Linked DNA regions of Sus scrofa: region 1 is linked to region 2. The links are chromatin contacts, called in public HiChIP or PLAC-seq maps. All regions are on one chromosome and are shown on one strand. Each heading gives the region's core, a stretch centred on a gene start, on an enhancer-like site or on the middle of the called end of the contact. The rest is flanking DNA. Distances are from core to core; before and after follow the strand shown. Region 1 holds the start of GALNS (galactosamine (N-acetyl)-6-sulfate sulfatase). Region 2 holds the start of TCF25 (transcription factor 25).

Region 1 (4,237 bases), core at 1,234-3,733, 660 kb before region 2:
CGAGCCTGGGAGCATCAGCTCCAAGGAGGCTGGAAGTGACACAGAGCCAGCGTTCCCGAGACCCACAAACAGGGTCCCCGTACCAGCCATCAGAACGGCTCCCAAGGCATGAGCTATGGAGCCCGCTGTGGAAGCTGTCAGTCTCAATGCACACGACTCGAGAGAAGCAGGTCAGCTCGAGGTCTCTCTGCCATCTTTCTGGGCTTATCTTTCCTTTTCACTTTCTAGGGCCGTACCCTCGAGGCATACGGAGGCTCCCAGGCTAGGGGTTGAACTGGAGCTACAGCTGCGATCTACGCCACAGCCACAGTAACATGAGATCCGAACCGCATCTGCGACCTGCACCACAGCTCAGGGCAACACCAGATCCTTAACCCACTGAGCGAGGCCAGAGATCAAATCTGCAACCTCATGAATCCTAGTTGGATTCGTTTCCGCTGCGGCTGCACGGACTATGCACCATCTCTACACCTGCATAGGTGGGCACTCCTGTGTCTTTTTCTTGTACTGCATCTTAGGAACCCAATGTGTTTTACACACGTAGCGTCTCGCAATTCCAACCAGCCAGGACCCCCTGGCAGCCACCTGAGGCTCACGGCCTCGGTCAGAGGCTCCTGTGAGATCTCTGCTGGCCTTCTGGGGAACTCTGGGCTATTTTCACTCAGAACAATTCTGGCACCAAGTATGGGGGTGGGGGCACCACACCAACCTCTTTTCCAGGCTCCAGGCCCCATGTGGGAGTCCAACAGCCTGGCTCCAATTGACACCTCTGACCCCAACCTGGCCTCTGCCCTCACAGGTCAGGGCTCAGCCCCACAAGGACCCCCCCACCCCCAAATTCAGATGCCAGCCCCAAGTCCCAGGCCTCCTGCAAGTCGGGCTCCCACAACCTCCCCCAGCTGGATAATTTCCTAGAACAGCTCCCAGAACTCAGGCTGGCACTGTGTTTACCTCTTTCCTGTCTCAACAGGTACAAGAGACGACCTGGGCGGGGTTTGTGGGAAGAGCAACCCTGCCCTCTCTGGGCCGCAATGTGTCCGCCAGCCTGGAACCCCTTGAAGCCCAGGGCTGAGGGCTTTTGTGGAGGTTTTGTTACGCGGCCATGACTGGTCCAACTGCTGCCGTGGGTGATGGACTTCAGGCTCCAGCACCTCCCCCCTCCCCGCGAGAGGTCAAGGCTGTGCTGAAGGCTCCAACCCTCCAATCTCGCCCTGGACTTCCTGGCAACCTCATCTTGCAGCCAACCAGGGCCCCAGAGACACTGTCACCACTCTGGACTCACAGGCTTAGGAGCTGTGTGCAGGACCTAAGCGCTGCCTCAGCCCTCAGGACAGCAAGGAGGGGAGACCCAAAGGCTGCAGTCCCCCCACAGCTCAGAGGGATGGGACCTCAGCCCAGCTCTGTCCTCGACCCCACTTTACCCCGACGCTCACGTGGACGAATTTCAGAACCTCCACTTCACTCCTAAAAAAGTGTCTGAAAAATACACTCTGGGATTTCCTGTCATGGTGTGGACAAAACGAACCTGACTAGGAACCATGAGGTTGCGGGTTCAATCTCTGGCCTCGCTCAGTGGGTTAAGGATCCAGCGTTGCTGTGAACTGTGGTGTAGGTGTGGCAGCTGTAGCTCCAATGAGACCCCTAGCTTAGGACTCTCCATATGCTGCTAGTGTAGCCTTAGAAAGGAAAAAAAAAAAAAAAAAGAAAGAAAAAGAACACCACTCTGACTTCCTGGGTAAGGAGCACGGGGACAAACTCACAAAGGGATGAGTGGACACCTCAGGGCCGGCCCACCAGGGTGAGCCGCGTGACCTCGGGCCCAGGGCTACAAACACCCAACAGGGGACATTTCTCGGCTCTGTTCTTCCCCATCCCACAAAGGCCTGACCTTTGGTCACAATTCTCAGCAGGACCAGAGCAGCCAGACCAGGTAGTCTGGACAGGCCCTGGCAAGGCAGGTCCCCTAAGCCAGAGGAAAGGGAGGCGACTTTCAGGGAAGGCAGGCTGGGGTCACGGTCAGCAAATGCCCACCTTCCCCGCCCCAGACACCCCAGCAGTGGGAGGAGACAAGGGTGAGCAGGGGCGCTGGCCCTCAAGCGGCCAGCGGGTCTAGGCTGCCGTCTGTCCTTCCAGCGCGGGAGGGGCAGGGAAGGAGACAGGGCAGGAGGGTCTGCTCTTGGCCCGGCCTGGACACGACCACCTCACCTCAGCTTCTCCCACGGGCCAGGTGGCGGGTGGCAGGGCCCGGCGCTGCCGCCCCCGCCGCGCCCCCGCCCGAACGCAGCCGTCCCGGGAGCCCCGCCCGCGCCCGCACTCACGTCGTCCATGAGCAGGAGCAGGATGTTGGGGGGCTGCGGGGCGCCCGTGACGCCCAGCCCCGCGGCGCTCAGCACCAGGAGCAGGTGCCACCGAGTCGCCGCAGCAACCGCCGCCATGGCAACAGCGCCCAGCGCCGAAGAGCCCAGGAACCGCGGGCACCCGGCGAGCCAAGCAGGCGGTTCTTCCGGGCGGGCGGGCGGGGGGCGGGGCCGGGTCTGCCACGTGACCGGCGTCGTCACGTGACGCGGCCGGCGGGGCTCCCAACATGGCGGTGTGCGTGGCTGTGATCGCTAAGGAGGTGCGTACGCAGGCGGGCCGGCCCGCTCCGCGCCAGCCTCGCTCTCCGCCTCCCCTCCTTCCCTGCCCGGAGGGCTCGGGAGGGGGGCCCGGGGGCTTCGCGGAGGCCAGGGGCGGGCCCAGGGGAGGTGCCGCCCGGGCCTGCACCTGCCGCTACCGGAGCGTCACAGGCCGGGCCCTCCTCTTCCGTCCGGGCCCCCGCTCCGCCCGGCCGTCCGTCCGTCCGCTGGCTCTGTGGATTCTTGCTCCCGACTCTCGACGTCCACTTTTGTCCATCTTTCTGCGCTGTGCGCTCCCGCCGTGCAGGCCATCACCCTGGACCATCGACTGTCCCTTCTCCGAATCAGGCCGTGGCGCACCCCTGCCTGAAACCTCAACAGTGGCTTTTCATGACCTTAGGATTCTGTCTGAATTCCTTCCCTGTGCCACCGACACGCCCTCCACTCCAACCAACGGAATAACCTGCAGCTCCCGGGCAGGCTCTGCGCTTTCGCATCCGGCCTCTGCACCTGGAACCCGTCCCTCCCCCTGCCCCATTCCCATCCCTTTACCGGGCGCCATAGATTTCTTCTAGAAGCTGTTTCTGAATCCTAAGACTGAGCTGCGTGGCCATCCGCGCGCTGCTCCTGCACAAAGTCTCCTGGGTCTTCTGTAAGACCCGGCTCTGAAGCAGGTTCCCTGCAGCTCCTTTAGTGCTGGCAGCCCTCTGGCATGTGCCAGGTTTATCTGTGGGTGGGTTTCTGGACTGTTTTCCCCGTGTCATCCTTATTGGGGTAGGGACAGCCTTGTATTTGCTCTATCTGTGCGGTGCCAGGCTGGGGACAGAAGCAGTGAATCGTGGCCTGTGGAGCCTGGGAAGACACTCTTAACTCTCAGGTTAGGTTGGTGGGAAATGGCTGTGCAGAGATGAAAGGAGGGTGGAGCCAAGCCTTAAGGGTGTAGAGGGGGAGGCTGTCAGTGCTTCCCCCCGGGCCACAAGACTGCAGTAGCTGGCATGGCGGGAAGCGGGCAGTATTCCAGGGCCCAGAGGAGGGCACGTGCTGGGACGGGGCTCTCCACACAGAAGGTGAAGGTGAGTGACAGACTGCACTCAAACCCACTTTCCAGAGCTGTCCTTTTTTTGTCTGCCCGTCCTCATGATGCCCCTTGGCAGGTAGGCTGGAAACCCCCACGGATTAGGTTGGCTCCCTGAAGGCGGTGCCCACAGCAGCTTGGAAGATTAGGCAGTGGGTTTGGGGGAGCAAGCGCATGTTCTTTTGGTCACAGGCACTTGGCCGGTCCTCCCTCCTGAGTGCCCTTGGCCTTGCTTTCCGGGTACACCCAGGGTGGATTCGCGCCCCTCCAGCCGCCGGCATCCTTTCTTGCAGAATTACCCTCTCTACATCCGCAGCGTCCCCACGGAGAACGAGCTCCAGTTCCACTACATGCTGCACACGTCCCTGGACGTGGTGGACGAGAAGATCTCCGCGATGGGGAAGGCGCTGGTGGACCAGAGGGAGCTCTACCTGGGCCTCCTCTACCCCACGGAGGACTACAAGGTGTATCCTGATGCCAGCGGCTCGAGTCTGGGGCCTCCCTGCCCTTGTGGGCTGCACTGCAGCCTCAGGTCACCTTGAAAAGC
Region 2 (4,500 bases), core at 137-2,636:
TACAGCATGGGGACCAAGTTACACATATATGTATACATGCTTTTTCCGTCCATTGTTGTGCTGCGCCCTCCCCTAATTTAGATCATGAGAGACAGAGGCCACTTACCCTGCAAGTGTTTACAACCAAACTTCCCTTGCTGAGGACCAGGCCTTGGAAAGTACAGGGAGAGACAGTGTTCAGAGCTGCCTGTTCGGGTAAGGTACTGCTCGAAGCCTCATGGCCACCGACCCACAGGAGCCAGGCAGGAGCAGTTCTGCGTGGGATGGCCGGCCCACGTTCCCAGCACAGGCGAGGCAACATGCCTGCATAAGCTGTTCGCTCCGGGGGCCAGCGATGACACAAGATCTAGTGGACATGGCTGGCCCTGCATGCTCGGAATTCTCTGGAGGGCAGTGCCCCGGAGGTCCTGTCTGAGCTGAGCCCAACTCTCAGTAGCTGGGTTGGAGGGTGGGGCAGGGGGTTGAGGCAGCAGCCTGTGCCAGTCAGTGCGATCCCAGGGCCTAGTACTTGCAGGTAACCCAACCCGCCTTGCTTCTCGGTCTCCGTCGGCAGACTTCCTCATCTGAACTCCGGAGCCACAGACACAAATGCAGATCCAGATTCTACCTGAGCCAGTTCCTTATTCTCTTAAGTCTTTATCTGTAAAAGGGGCAGGGTGGGGAGTGATATCTACCTTCCAGGAGGAGGTAAGAACTCAGTCTAGGGCCTGGCTTGGGCGCCACACTGAGTCAACCCCAGCTCAGTGCCAATTACCCACGCCAAACCACCTTAGCCTGGCACTTGCACCTCTGCAGTGCAGGGCTTCTCAAATCTGCCTGCGCATTCTACTCTCCTGAAGATAAAGAGAAAATCAATGCCAGGCCCCACCTCGGAATTTCTAGGGATTGGGCCCCTGATCATCACCGTTAGGACACACCGTAAGCGTGGCAAGCCTCCACCTCAGACCAAGGATCCCCACACCCAGTATACAGGAGAATCACCTGGGACGCAAGCAAAAAGCAGACTCCCAGGGCAGACCCGGGGTCTCCCGGGGAGGGGGTGACCCGATCCGCTGCTTGGGAAGCTCCTGCGTTTCGGAGGGCCGACTTCTCACAAGCACAGCATCGTCTGGCCGCCGGCCGTGGAGGCGACCTACCGGGACTGGGTCCCCCGGGCTTCCCGCTGCAGCCCGAGCCTCCCCACCTCGACAGCACCACCTCGCCGCCTAGAGCAGAGGCCTGAGGATCTGAGCCTGCGCGCCCCCGGTTCGCCCCGCCCGGTCCCGATGTGCGTCGCGGGCGCGCCTCCAGAACAGGAAACAGAGGCCGGCGGACCCGCCCATTCTCGCGAGAACTCGTCCGGAAGCGTACGCACCTTCTTTGATGATACCGACGACTGGGCGGGACTTCGGGAGAGCGGCACCGCGCAGACGCGACGCGCCAGCCTCGCGCCACCGCGCTGTAAGTGCGCAGGCGCGCCGGCCGCTCTCTTTTCTGCTCTTCCTTCTGCCGGTCTCCAGACGTCAGCGGCTGTTGGGTCCTATGTCGCGCCGGGCCCTCCGGAGGCTGAGGGGGGAACAGCGCGGCCAGGAGCCCCTTGGGCCCGGCGCCCTGCAGTTTGTCCTCCATGATGACGATGATGCAGAAGAAGAATGCCCACAGCAGGGGCCAGGTGGCCGGCGTGCCCGGGGCACAGGGAAGGAGGGCGTCCGCGTCAACAACCGGTTCGAGCTGGTGAGCAGCAGGGCTACCGGGGCTGGGGGCAGCGGGTGGGGGCGGCCTGCGAGGTGGCGGGTCCGTGACGTCACGGGGCGGGGCGGCGGGGTCGGAGCTGCAGTGGGGAGGGCGGGGCCAAGGGGGTGGGCGGTGGCCTGAGCCCACGGGGCGGTGCTACGTTGGGTTTGGGCTGCGGTGAGGGGCGGGGCCATAGCGTCCATGGGCGGGGTTAGTGGGTCCCCGCTGCGGCGGAGTGGGTGTGGCCGGCTCTGGGGGCGGGACCGCAGCGCGGTGGGCGGGGTCTCGGGGCTCCAACCTGGATTTCAGGGTTAAGTGCCTCCGAAGCCGAGTCATCGCAGGGCCTTCACGAACGTTCTCATCTTTTCCACACACCCCAGGGCTCATTGTCTGGCTCTGGGTCATCTCTGCGTCCCCCCCGGCAGGTGTCTGGCCCAGAGAAACGACACAGTAGATGGGAATTAAGTAACAACAACCGGGGTCTCCTTGTCGCCGGCCTCATTCTCTACTTTTGCACGTCTGTGCGGAGCGCCTGCTGCCCTGACCGCCCTGTGCAGCAGGGATGCCTGTTCCGCTGGCCTTATGTCCCCAGCACCTCGTGCCCACCCACGTAGGGACTCCACAGCTGTTGCTGCGTGTTTGAAGGCGTAGCAGTAGTTTTGAAGACCATAGAGCAACCAGCCATGCTTGTCAGCTCCTTCTTGGTCTGGCTACTGCTCCCAACTTTACCGAAAGTTGCCAAGTTACGGGCCCCTCCTGAGACAGTGGGGCGCGCGGGCTGCCAGTCTGGGCGTTGGGTGTAGAAATTGCTGCTCCTGTTCCTCTTGGGTAAGAGCCTGACCTTGTCGTTCTGGTGAAGGGGGGACTCCGTTGTTCTTCGGGTCCTCCTGACTCTTCGTTCGCCTCCTCGGAGCCTTCTTGCTTGCCCGTTTCTTGTCACCTCTTTCTTTTTAACTTTTGTATCATGGGAAGTTTCAGATATACACAGAGACGTACGGGTAACCCTCAGAGGTGCCCCTCAGCCTCCACAGTTGTTTTCCCAGCGCTTCCATCCCATCCTGCATCCTTAAGTTTTCTGTCGACTTTGGTTTTTTTTTTTTTTAATTAATTAATTTATTTATTTATTTTATTTATTTTTTTGCCCGTTCCGGGGCTGCTCCCACAGCATATGGAGGTTCCCAGGTTAGGGGTCCAGTCGGAGCTGTAGCCGCCGGCCTATACCACAGCCACGCAGGATCTGAGCCGCGTCTGCGACCTACACCACAGCTCACGGCAACACCGGATCCTTAACCTACTGAGCAAGGCCAGGGATTGAACCCGCAACCTCATGGTTCCTAGTCGGATTCATTAACCACTGCGCCATGACAGGAACTCCTTCTGTTGCTGTTCTGACCTCTGAAAGCACCGCCAGCTCCCTTCTTCCTTCCATCCCTCTGTGCACAGGGTGTGATGGGCTCGTGCTCCAGTCGGCTGTGTCCTGGACCTCCTGTCAGGGCTGTTTTCCCCTTATTCCAGATCCTCCAGGTTTTGTGTCAAATAGCCGTCACTGGAGGACATTTACGCGCGCAGGCTCTGCTGCTCTGTCTTGTTCGTCAGTCGGGCAGGTCATTGTCCCCATTGTACAAGCGCGACAGCAAGTGCCACCTGCAGTGACACCTGCTGCTCGATGGGAAGTGGTGCTCTTACCCACACCACGCTCCTTGTCTCCGAAGCAAAGTTCATGTTCCTGCTCAAGAAGCAAGGATGGTGAACGGACAGGGGCACAGAAGTCTGAGATAAATGAGTCAGAAGAACAGCCAGGTGCTTGGGTGTGAGGAAGAGGAGGGGTGGTCGTGGGGCTGCCGGAGACCAGTCAGCTCAGCGCGTCGCTCCTGCCTTCGGCTGCGGCCTCCGTGTCTCCAGCACAGGCCTCCTTCCCCATCGCCGACTCACACCCATCTCCTCGGTGCGTCTAAACTCGCACCGCCCTCTCCACCTCCTCCTCCTTCCCCGTCTGTGCAGGCGTCTCCACTCTTTCTGTCGCCACAGCCAGCAGCCCAGAGGGCACCCCACTCTTTCTCCCTCCCTCACACCCCACCTGCACACCCTTGTCAGGTCCTGGGTGGCTTCAGGCTGCGGTACCTGCAGTGTGACCGTTGCCGCTGGCGGGGTCGTGCTCACCAGTCCTGCTCATCCTCTCGTTCCTCTGCAACTGTCCGGACGCAGCGGCCGCGGGGACCCTGCGACGCGCACGTCTGCTCTCAGCCCTCCTCCCTCAGGACCCCCGGCGGTGTGGGGGCCAGGTTGGCCCACTCATCGCTCTCCAGTCTTGTTTGCTCTGCTCCAGCCACGCTGGGCACCCCCATGCTGTCCCCTCTCCCTGGACCAGCTCTGTTCGTGGTCGCTCCTGTCCTCGGGTCTCAGGCACCCTTCCTGCTGATTTGAAATGAGTCACACGCCCCCTCCCAGTTCGTCTGGTCCTTCTTCTCCCTCGTGTGCCCTGGCGCGCACCGTCAGATGACCTGCGTGCTCCCGGAGCTCGGGCGGCTCGCCTCCCACTTCTGGGGCCTGAGCTTCGTGAGGACAGAGACGGCATCGTTCCCTAGTGTGTCCCCACCACCTAGAGCCGTGTCAGCACCCAGTAGGTGCGCAGAGATCACGGCTTGAGGCTGTGTCTCCTCCATGGCTGGACTATGAGTGTAGCACCCAGGCTCTGAAGTCAGAGGGACCCAGGCTTGAATCCCGGCTCCACCTCTTGGCTCTGAGGGCACGGTACCTGCCTGGCCCTGGCTCCCCTGTTTTTGGGAG

What was found. HiChIP or PLAC-seq counts read pairs in DNA pulled down with a chosen protein or histone mark.
Region 1: a contact with region 2 is called in an H3K27ac HiChIP or PLAC-seq map of alveolar macrophages. The contact joins the promoter of GALNS here to the promoter of TCF25 in region 2. A contact is called at or near these places in 1 of 5 promoter capture datasets (liver) and 1 of 2 datasets of contacts at active chromatin or transcription factors (alveolar macrophages).

Annotation. Positions count from the first base shown.
Region 1 is chr6:867,530-871,766 of Sscrofa11.1, reverse strand. It overlaps GALNS (galactosamine (N-acetyl)-6-sulfate sulfatase), which reads right to left and starts at 2,483. Exons shown (of 14, transcript NM_213955.1): 1 at 2,319-2,483. The coding sequence starts at 2,435. It overlaps TRAPPC2L (trafficking protein particle complex subunit 2-like protein), which reads left to right and starts at 2,514. Exons shown (of 4, transcript XM_013994398.2): 1 at 2,514-2,617; 2 at 3,984-4,156. The coding sequence starts at 2,585.
Region 2 is chr6:205,727-210,226 of Sscrofa11.1, reverse strand. It overlaps TCF25 (transcription factor 25), which reads left to right and starts at 1,386. Exons shown (of 18, transcript XM_021097023.1): 1 at 1,386-1,713. The coding sequence starts at 1,522.